Regions from separate parts of the Mus musculus genome. Here region 2 is linked to region 1. The links are chromatin contacts, called in public HiChIP or PLAC-seq maps. All regions are on one chromosome and are shown on one strand. The core of a region is the stretch at or near the end of the contact, and the rest is flanking DNA. Distances in the headings are between cores, read along the strand shown.

Evidence for each region. HiChIP or PLAC-seq counts read pairs in DNA pulled down with a chosen protein or histone mark.
Region 2: a contact with region 1 is called in an H3K4me3 HiChIP or PLAC-seq map of embryonic basal ganglia, with 4 times the contacts expected there. The contact joins the enhancer-like site here to the promoter of Ccn6 in region 1. A contact is called at or near these places in 5 of 15 datasets of contacts at CTCF or cohesin (CD8 T cells, the NIH/3T3 cell line, large pre-B cells and 2 more), 9 of 484 Hi-C or Micro-C datasets (the HPC-7 cell line, bone marrow-derived macrophages, embryonic fibroblasts and 4 more), 18 of 115 datasets of contacts at active chromatin or transcription factors (the NIH/3T3 cell line, T-cell acute lymphoblastic leukemia, Th17 cells and 14 more) and 2 of 9 other capture datasets (adipose tissue and embryonic stem cells).

Annotation. Positions count from the first base shown.
Region 1 is chr10:39,161,576-39,167,222 of GRCm38.p6, forward strand. It overlaps Ccn6 (cellular communication network factor 6), which reads right to left and starts at 2,219. Exons shown (of 5, transcript NM_001127376.1): 1 at 2,018-2,219. The coding sequence starts at 2,065.
Region 2 is chr10:39,656,306-39,661,952 of GRCm38.p6, forward strand. The region is part of intron 2 of E130307A14Rik (RIKEN cDNA E130307A14 gene); the gene reads right to left. It also overlaps the pseudogene Gm8899. Among named protein-coding and RNA genes, the nearest start is that of Gm16364, 45 kb to the left of the region's middle. Within about 2 kb of position 3,241, at least 212 of the 459 cell types and tissues checked have an H3K27ac peak or open chromatin away from gene starts, as enhancers often do. A contact at or near this core is called in the NIH/3T3 cell line, astrocytes, craniofacial prominence and 12 more, where this site is marked.

The DNA.
Region 1 (5,647 bases), core at 969-3,468:
CAGACATGAGCACATGCATGTGTGCTCACACTTATGCCATATGTACACACACCCCTGGTCATCACTACTCATAAGTGGACTCTGGGGGAGCAGCTGTCAGGAGTGTGCTGACCTGACCAATGGATTCACACATTTGTAGATTCGCAGTTGAATGGACAACTGGAAGACTGCACCTTACTGAAGTGCATCACTGGGGCTGTATCAGTACATCTTGTCTCCTGCCTCTACTAGCTCACAGGTGATTCCACTAGGCTGCTCTCAGGGACCTAACATCTGCTTACATCATCACCTGCCACCATCACCTGCCCCTGCCACCAGGTGCAGCAGATGCAGGCTGTGTATAAAAGGACTGCCTGACACCCAGCTCTCTCTGTTCTCCACATTCTCTCTCTCTCTCTCTCTCTCTCTCTCTCTCTCTCTCTCTCTCTCTCTCTCTCTCTCTCTCTCTCTCTCTCTCTTTCTCTCTCTCTCTCTCTCTCCCCCCTCTTTATCCTTGGAGCCCCTTTCTCCCCTCTCTGCTGCCCCCCATCATGGATCACTTGATGCCTCTACTCCTTCCCCAGGCCCCCACTCTTCTCCCTTCCCCCAATAAACTCGCTTATACCAGATCTGTTGCATGGCGTAATTTCTCAGGGGCACACCTTGCCTCTTTATATTTCATAACATCCTCTTTCTCTGTTTTTTCTCTCTGTGAGATGAGTTGCCTCCTCTATCACACACTTCTGCTGCCATGCTGTGTCTCATCAGAGGCTGAAATGTCCAGCCAAGAACCATGAACTTAAACCGAGAGCCAAGATAAACCTTCCTTTAATTATTTTTCAGGTATTTTATCACCATGACCAAAACAAAGCAAAACAACAAACAAACAAACAAACAAAAAACCCACACATAATTAAGGCAAAATTAATCACGAATGATAATTTGTGGTCTAAGTACAATATCTCTTTGTATTTGCACTTGTTTTCTATTCTGTACATTTCTCTGTGTGCTAGAATATTTGCTGTTTAAGAACATGCTCTAAAAAAAACTAAAAAAAAAAAAAGAACATGCCCTAGTCCTCAGTTGACAGTAACCACCTGCCTCTCCTGAGAGTGTAGAACAGGAGAGAGCTGGGCACAGAGCTATTGAAGAAATGTCCTCCAGCTGTGCCAGCAGGAAGAACCCATCGCTGAGATCCTTCTTAGGAGCCTTCTGAAACCTCACACCTCTAGACGGTATAACAACTCCCCTTACTGTATAGAATACCTCTGCTGCCCCAGCCATGTTCAGCTCCAACTCCTTACCCTTCCATGTTTTCTATGTCACCGGAAGAGGTCAGAGCCAGCAGTGACCTTCATGTAAATAAATCAGCAAGTAACTCTGTCTGCTTTAATCTTCTCAATCAAAAACACTAAGGCAATGAATTGCTCATTTTAAATTAAACTTCATATGCTCTGCCCTCCGAATTATTTAGAGCTTCCACGGACAGATTCACTCACAAAAAGTGAAAGACCCAAGGCTTGAGAAAAGATAAAGTAAAAGTTTAACACTAAATGTTCCTTCCTAAGCGTTCCTTTCAAACAAGGACAGGCTTAGCTGGGGGAAAAAAAAAAAATCATTGCCAAACCCGTTTTTTTGCCAGGAGCTCTTTGCATGCTACAAGCTGTGAAAAGGCGAGCCCGCCTGCCCTTGTGTTCGCCCGCCCGCGCCTGCAACCTCTCATGAAGGGATCATGTTTACAGCTGTGGCCGTCAGTGCTACCCATCCGAGAGCTGGGGTGGACTGTGTAAATAGACATAAGGGAACACTAGTGGACTGTTCACACATTGCAAGAAGGCTTCAGTGTGTACACCTCAAAGGGGGAAGTGTCCAGCATCGAGACGAAACTCCCAAGCTAAAACTGAACGTTCTGGAAAGGAAAATGGCTCCCCATTTCTCATTAAATAATTACCCGTATATTTCCCCCATTTCTACCTTGCAGCTGTACTTTGGGCCTGGAGATGTACAGCTGGAGTCTGAATGTGAAACAAGGACTTACCTGTGTCAGCCCAGTCATGAGCAGAGTGCAAAAGAGGAGCCTACGCATGATGCCGGGAGGATGGAGAGATGGAGAAGCGCCAGGCACAAAGCTCCCCTGTCTCCTGCACAAGGAACCACGTCTCCACCTCCTGGGCTTCAGACTCCCGGGTTGCACTTTCCGTCTGAGGATCTGTCCCAGTGCCCTGCGGATTTCACTGGACTTCTAGAAGCTCCTTGGGTCTGCACGGTGTGCGTCAGGAGGGGCCAACACCTTCCTACAGGGACTCTGCGAGAGCAAGTGGAGGTTGTTCTCTGAGGGAGGACGGACATCCTGTTCTTGAGATCCAAGCCCGTCTTCCAGGAGTTGGGTGGCATTGGACATCTTTCCCACCTTGCCCTTGGTCTCTCTGATTTCTCTGCCGGGTGTTGGTCCAGTCTCTCCCCATTTCATGTCACTTGAGTTTCATGTCCTACCAACAGCAGATTCTAGAGGCCTTTCCTGAGCTGGTGAGCAGCCCCCACCCCATGTCGTCCTATACTCCGACACATCTCACCCCTGGGGCAATGGTAAGGGGTTAACCTAGTGGGTGTAAGTAGACTCCCCACAGCACATTTGCTTAAACTAGGCTCCTATCTGCAGTTGTAGTTTTGTGGGAGACAACAGAAAATTAACCCTAGGTTTCCCCAATTAGGTTTTCCCAATTAGATTTTCCCAATTAGAAAATTGGAGTGAGAATTTTTTTTAACATACGAAACACTACAAGATGCCCATTAATACATATAATTTTGTTTTTGTGTATCAGTTAAAACAATCTTTAAAACTCTAAAAAGTAAGTTACTCTGAATTTGAACCATTTCTCCAGAAACACACCATGTGTGCACACACATGTGGCCACCAGCCTGTCCCCTCCTGTGTTGTCACCAGGACAAGAGTTAAGAGTATCCATTTTAACCTTTGTTCTTTCTCTGTCCAAGTCTTGTCTTCCTGAAGATCCAGCAGGCGAAACCTACCTTCCCACAGCTCTTCTCCCTTTGGCCTGTCACGTGATCTACAGTGTCCGGGCCTCTTTCTTCCCACCCTTATGAGCATGAATTTAGCACATAAGTAAGGCCTCCCACAGCGGTGACCTCTGGGAGGCTGTGCTCCCACAGAGCCAATAGCACATGAGCATGCACACATCACAGTAGCCTGCAGCTATATGTGCACTGGGCCACCCAGATGGTACCCTTCTTAGTTAGGGGTTTACTGCTGTGGACAGACACCATAACCAAGGCAACTCTTATAAGGACAACATTTAATTGGGGTTGGCTTACAGTTCAGAGGATCAGTCCATTATCATCAAGGTGGGAGCATAGCAGTATCCAAACAGGCATGGTGCAGGCATCTCAAGGCAAACAGGAGAAGACTGACTTCCACACAGCTAGGACAAGGGTCTTAAAGCCCATGCCCACAGTGACCCACCTATTCCAAAAAGGCCACACCTCCAAATAATGCCACTCTCTGGGCCAAGCTTATACAAACCTCACAGTACCCTTTTCATTTGCCACCCTAAGGTCTTGGATCAGTTAAATGTCTGGCAAATGGATCTTGAAGAAGGGCTTATGTTGGCTCACACTTGGAAGGCACAGTCAATCATGGCAGGGAAGTCATGGCAAGAACATAAGGCCACTGTTCACAATGCATTCACAGTCGGGAAGCAGAGATGAAAGTCAGAGCTCAGTTTGCTTTATCCTTATCTAGGCTGGGACCCTGTCCCGCAGGACAGTGCCGCCCAAATCCAGGGTAGGTCTTCCCATCTCCCTTAATCCTTTCTAAAAACACCCCTACAGATCCAAGGAAGGACATATTTCATAATTGGTTCCAGAGCTTGCCAAGTTGATAATCAAAACTAACCATCCCCGGGGTATCCTGCTCCTTGAGAATTAAGACAAAACCCCAGAGTGGCTCAGCAGAAGAGACTGTGCTTGCTTTTGATCCAGCCTGATCTTTCTCTTTTGATTGTCCTGGTTTAGTGATCATCTGGCCTTTGAACCCCCAGGCTCAGTGATTCCTGGCCACCAGACTTGATAACTTCTTCATCCCTGGCTAGTCAACGACATCTCTCTGGCGCTAACTCCCTGTTTCAGACATAAAGCTGCTTTCGTTGGCAGCGATTGGTCTTGCAGAGATTCATGCTCCTCCCATTCACTCTGTGGAAAACTGGCAGCAGCGGCCATTTTTCTGGAAATGTCTTCCTTTACTCTGAACTCCACTGTGGAACAGGGAGGATGTCACTGCTGTCTGTCTGTCCTTGCCTCTCAGTAGGAAATGGAGAACTAATTAGCAAAACCTCCTGCGGTTGAGAGGCTCTGGGCTACTCGCTGCCAGCTCCGGCTCCCCCAGACTTCTCTGTGCTTAACTATTTCACTGACTGAGAGTTCTGAGTGATGGGATATTTTTAGAGGCTGGAACTGCTGTGTTCAGCTTTATGCAGTAAAAGCTGTCCCGGCGTGTATCCATTTCCAAGTGCTTGCTATTCGGATCTAGTCTCTCACTATGATCTCATTCATAAACACTCAGCCTCTGATGTCCCCTCCAACAGACACAGCCCTAAGCATCTCTATTATGTGAAGCACATTTCGTGAGTTACAAGGATGTTTCTCGTGTATTATCTCTTTTAATTTCACAGCTCAGTGAGGTGAACAAAAGCCCTATCGCTGTCCTCATTTAACAGATTAAAAAGTTAAAGCTAAGTCATTGTGCTTGGTCAATAAAACACTCTTAGTCTTTGCCCTCTGGAGCTCTGCAATCTATTGGCAGAGCAGACCTTGAATAAATAAACACACAAAATATCTATCATTAAAAATTGAATAAAGGCTCATGACATAAAAGAGCTCAGAAGGAGTGACAGGCAAGAGCTAACTTAGATTGCAGTGGGGAGTCTGAGCAAGTGGCTTCCGAAGTTCAGAGGCAATGCCAGGTAAAGAGGGTTTCTGCCCCATGGCTCAGGCAGGAGGTTTAGGTTTGCCTCTAGTGACAGGACGCTGTCAGCAAAGGACAAAGCCCATTACTAAGGATATCTTCACAGCTAGTCTACCCGCCTCTGCAGAGGCAAAGTCAGAAACCTTAATGTTGGTCAGCAAGCTTGGCACAGGAGAAGCTCACTTCTTCTCCAATCTCTCTGGCTATGGAGCAGGCAATGTTCACCCTGTCTGAAAGAGCAACAGCGATTATTGCGTGGTAACCTACTGGAAAGAAAGCACACTCTGAGGGAGGGCCATGCTCCCCTCAGGGAAAGCAGACTGAATTATAATAACACATAACATCTGACCTGGCTTTCTGGACTCCCTATGGCACTCAGTGTTGTATATGAACCACCTGATTCTCCTGGTCACAATGTGGGATGGGTACCACTGCTATCTCCTTTGTTTGCCTTCCCTGGAAGCCAGTGTGTGGCCAGGACCAAAAGCTTTCTGTCACCCTGCCATATCCCACAGCCTCGCCACAGAGTCTATACATCACACAGTCGCCCGTATCATGGTAATTTGCCTGTGTTTTCAGTATATGTCTTTTTCCTGGTCTCCTCCTAGATATCAAGAGGGACCAAGAGTCCAATGGGACTTGGCTCAGCATGAGGTGTTAGGAGATTCACTTGGCCGCAGAGGTTCC
Region 2 (5,647 bases), core at 1,991-4,490, 500 kb after region 1:
AATTCTGCTGCCTCTGCACCTGAGTGTTGGGATTATAAGCATGAACCAATGTATCTGACAGAACTTGCTCCTAGCCACCCCAGTGCTAGAGAGTGACTCTAGGGCCCTGGGTGCTCTAACACTGAGGTTCTAACACCCACAGTCCTCAGGTACACTGTCTCATGAGGTGCTCCTTCTTTCAAAATGTTCTTAACAGTACTCTCAAATCAATAATTTGGGCTTATTTGGTCTCCAAGAAACAACACATAGACCTTTAGAAAATGTGTGTGATCTGGCCCGATAGGTCAATAAAGAGATGCTTGGGCCATGAGAGCCATCTCTTCCTTTCTCTGCCTGACTTAGTAAACGAGTCTCCACCTTACTATGAGGTTGTCATCTCTCAAATGTCACTGTAGAGAAGGACAAATACTTTCAACTACAAATAAGAAAAGTTCCTAATGAGTTACAAAGAATGCAGTTTGATTTTATGATCAACATGTACATTGAATAAATGGTTTTAAATAGGAAAAAATAGCATAATTTAAGTGCTTGTTTGTATGGCCTTATGAAATAATAATTACTTTTGAGGCACTTGAGACCTAGTAGGGTGTTCTTGTTTGGCCAACCCTGAATTCCTGGAAAGCATTTCAAACTTCCGGCCATTTTTTTCTTCATTATTGTTTCCGTTTGAGGTGAGACTATTATTGAGGATTCTACATCTGCAGAAATAGCCCAGCAATTATTTCTTTGAAGTGTTCCCAGTTTGCAAAGATTTAGAATGTAATGTTATTAGTGCCCCTCCCCCTCAAGAAACTTCTCAAGAGCATTCAGCAGCTGCTCCTTCTATACTATCCCAGGTGATTAAGAAAAAGTCCCTCATGTGCCACACACAGTTCCGAAAGGGTTGCAGCTTACCAGTAGGTAGGCAGTCGGTGTAAAACAAACAAAATGTAAACCAGTCAAATAATCAAACAGCATCCCGTGTGTGTGTGTGTGCGTGTGTGTGTGTGTGTGTGTGTGTGTGTGTGTGTGTGTTCGTGCTCACAGTCACCTAGAGTTGACAACTTGGCTCTGAAGTGTCTGACATCTGATGACCACCACCAGCAAAGGAATTTTTACAATTATTTTAGAACACTGATACTCAGATTAACACTTGGTTTATTTCAACATTACTCTGGTCCTTGGGTATCTATTTGTAGGGTAGAAACTGGATATAGCTTGGTAAAAATAACCTTGTAACCCCTGATGTTAGTCATAATAAGCTGATTTGAGTCAGGTATACTGGGTATAGATTCAGATTATTTTCTGGTATTTAGTGGCTAGTTTTAATTTCAGTGACTGTCTTCAAAACACTTGCCTGTCTAATTTAACTTCTACAGAGTTCAAAGATGTCTCGGCATAGGGCTGCAATCCAAGTATTGGGATGTGTTTTTCTCAGCTTCGATCAGAGGAATCATCGTCGCTGTAGTTATTACCCCTTGAACAAATCCCCCCTGTGTAGACTTGACTTTTTCTGAGTCATCTCAACAGGGGCTGCACGTTCTCCAGTTTGAACTTTCCATCCTTGTTTTGGGATGTTTTGCCAAAAGCATTTCCCTAAGCCCAGCCATTTCATCAGGCACTACACTGCCATCTTTGCCAGATGGATTGCAAAGTCCTGTGATCACTGAAATGACCCAGAGAGAGTCTTTAAACCACAGGATCTTTCTGTTTCTCTTTACTGTACCTAGAAGAATCTGGAAGACCCTCTCCTAATAGCAGATGAAATGAGAAGGTAGATTACACCGTGGGAAAATACTACAAAGAAGCCACACCTCTCGTCTCGGAGAGTCTTGTGCTATTTTCCAGCACAAATAGCTCTATATGACACAACTCAACAACACACAAAACAAAAGAAGCAGCAGAATAATGACATTGTAAAGTAACTTTTCTGTCATGGAATTTTCATTCTGAAAGGGGCCCTGAGTTTTGTTTTATGCAGGAAGGAAGCAGGATCCAAAGAAACTGATTCATCCAAGTTCACTCCAGGGCTATTAGCCCCAGCGATCTAGCTTCAAGGCTGGCGAGCCTATGGCACCTTCTGGGGTTTACTGGTGTTCTTATCCACAGTGACAGAGTTCCTCCCTGAGGTAAACACAGCCTCCTGAACATGGGAGGACTGAGGGAAGATTACCTCTACCCTCTGGTGACTTCAAGAGTAAATGATCATGTCACAACTTGTGCTGGGAGAATCTCTTCAGGGAATTAATTATTGCTGTGATGATATGGAGTGTGGCTTCTCTTGACATGGTTTGGCATATTTAGTTTATAGTGGTTCTATGTGAACCTTAGGCCAACTTAAAATTCCTCAAAACCTTCCTGAAGCTTGAAGACAATAATCTGCAATTATATCAACTTCTTTTAAAGCTGTGTGTGTGTGTGCATGCACTCAAAAATCAGTAATTTTTTTTAAAAATGTGTTTTACTCTTTAAATACTGTGATATTTAAATATAATAGTATTGTTCTGATGCTACAAAAGTGGTACTTTGAGAAATATGGAGAAATGAGATGCCTGAGTAACTGCCCTTGGGAGAGTGTGGTGGCAGGGCTGGCTGCAGGAACAGTACAGTTCACCACGAGGCATAAAACAGCACAAAAGAATCCAACCAGTATAGTTAGCATTCTGGAAGACCTACATCCAAGGGATAGCACATTCCTAACTTCATACCAAGTCTTCCTTTTTTTTCCCCTTGAAAAGTGGGTTCAACTCAGAACACATGGTGAGCAGTTCAGTGCCCCTTCAGTGTGACGGTGTGAGTGTGGATTTGCTCACAAGCTCTTAGCATCGAGCCCAGCAGGTGATCTGCAGAAAGGTCAGCATAGCTGACTTGTGTATTTACCTTCTCAGGGGATGTCTGGGTGTGGTCCCAGGCCACATTTATGGTTTAGGAAGTGTTGAGATTTTGATAAACAATGAGAAGCATGGGCTCGAGTGACTAGGCAGAGGTAACAAGGTCAGCGCCTGCTCACTCTTTTCTAGAAAGTCTTGTGAGGAAGGCATAGTCACAGCCCCCAGATCTCTTATGGCTTCAAAGTTCAAACCACCAGGGCACATCTTTCTTGTCCCATGCCTGACCTCCCTCTGCTCCCTTCACTGGGAAGGTGCTGATGGAAGAAGGCAGCTGGAGAGGGGGGAGGAGAGGGGAGAAGGTGAGGGCAAGAGGACTCCTGCCTGATGGATCCCAGCAGGCTTAGTGTGCAAAGCAGTGGAGATGAAGTAGCTGCTCTGGTATGCGTCCAAGCTGCTGTTCTATTTTTACTCTCTCCTGCATGCTTCTTAGCCCAGTGTTGTTTGCCTGGGCACCTGGATCAGCAGCAAAACATGGAACAGAGCCACTCAGTAAAGCAGGGAGGAAGGAGGCCATTGATGCGGGCTTTGTTGTTGCTGACAGGGAAGAGAGACCTGGAATGTTAATGAGGATAGCTTTCGAAGCATGCCTTCACGGTTAGCAAGGAGTTCAAAGGAGAAGGCAGACTCAGGCCGGTGCTGAACAAATGTGAACTGTTGATAGAGAGACAGAGAAATCAATTATGCTGTTGCAGGCTCCCATGCCATTGTGTTGGAGTTGTTAGAGAAGGTAGGACAAGGACCAGATTTCAAAAGGAAACAAAGCCACATGGCCCTGAAGTATAACGAGTTTGCCATGGCAACTGATGGAAATGAGCCTCCGGGGCCTGAGCAGGTGTGCTATCTTACAGAATAAACATACTTCTCTCACTCCCTGGATTTTATAATAAAACCTGTGTTTGGATTACTTTCCCTCCTCTTTGTTACCCAGAGAAGTTGGCTGTTGCTCAATCAGCCCCAGGCTCTATCGAGGGAAATGTAATCAGTGTTATCAAAGGACTGCGTTGGAAAAGGCTGGCTATAAGCCTGGCTGCCAGCTTCACCACAGAGTGGCAGCTGGCCTCGGGTACCTGCCCGGCCTTTGCCAAATCCCAGGCAATGCCTTGGGCTGAAAGCTGCTGGTTCTGAGTTTATCTGGGTACAACAGTATTGTCTGAACCTCACTGGCATTGGTCAAAGGCTTCTTTCTCTATAACCAGAGAAATGTGTTTGCGTAGTCAGGACCTGACTGATTTAGCATCTTGCATTTTGTCTGTCACGGTTCCTTGAGTTCAAGGACTGATTTTGCTCTCCAATCTGCTGTTATCCACAGTTTGTTTACTTAGAAACTTGAGAGAACTTATGTTTCCCTGGCTTGAAATCCCTCTCCAGTAGGTTCCAGAGCAGTAGATTCTTGGTCTGAAATATACACAACCGCAGAGGTTTTATAAAGAACCCCTAAGCTAGAGACTAAGGAAGCTTACATTTAATTTTATAAGGCCCAAGTCATACTAGTGTGAAATAACCATTCTCAGTATTCTCCTTTGTGACTAGAGAGACATGTCTTCCACTGTAGTTTACAATAAACGTTTAAAACAAGGTGCTCATTCTCAATGGCTCCTAAAACAATTTGTGAGCATGGTCATGGCAAACAGTTGACACGAGGACAGCTTGCTTAGCCAGTCAGCTCTTGGCCTGAGAGGTTGTCTTGGCTGGCCCCTTACATATTGCCTGACCTTTGACCCCAATAAGAAAAGCATGGCTGACTTAAGAACTGATCCAAGCTGTGGTGCAAGGCATTAACCCTCTACTGTTCTTCCTCTACCACAAGCACAGACCTTGACCCTGTCACACTTGTGCTTACATTTAGCTTCTTTTGTCTATAGTCTTATTGAATGCAGTGCCGAGTTCTCCACCCTTCGGAGGTCAGCAGTTACACGATTAAGAAGACACCAGGGAAGAAGGGCTAGAAACTGGCAACCTGGGAGAGGGGCAGCTGACATCCTGACAACATGATTTTGTTATGAAAACATTTTAAACAGATGTCTTTGTCACTGCTCTGTGGCTGTGAAGAGACACCGTGACCAAGGCAACTCTTATAAAAGAAAGCATTTAATTGGGGCTTGCTTATAGTTTCAGAAGTTTAGTCCATTAACATCATGGCAGAGAGAATGACAGCAGGCAGACATGGTGCTGGGGAAGTATCTCAGAGTTCTACATTTGGATCTGTAGGCAGCAGGAAGAGGGATTCTGAGCTTGGCTTGGGCCTTAGAAAACCCAAAACCCACCCCCAAAGACACCCCCCCCCACAAGCCACACCTCCTAATCCTTTCAAACAGTGCCACTTCCTGGTGACCAAGCCTTTGAGTATATGAGCCTATGGGGCCCATTATTATTCAACCCATCACAACAGACTGAAAAACAAACCATTAAATAACGCAACTTTTAGCGGTTGGTCATGGTGGCACACGCCTTTAATCCCGGCACATGGGAGGCAGAGGCAGGTGGATTTCTGAGTTCGAGGCCAGCCTGGTCTACAAAGTGGGTTCCAGGACAGCCAAAGCTATACAGAGAAACTCTGTCTTGGAAAAACAAAAACAAAAACAAAACAACAACAACAACAAAAAAACCAAAAACCCAAATATGCAACTTTTAAGATGCTGCCAAGTGACATTTACAAAAGCAACTTTATATCTATTTTTTTCCCAAGTGAAATCAAATGAATCACGGGTTCAGTGGTTCAGATTCATATACTGTAGTAATAAATACCCCTGTGCTGGACAGTTTTATGTCAGCTTGAC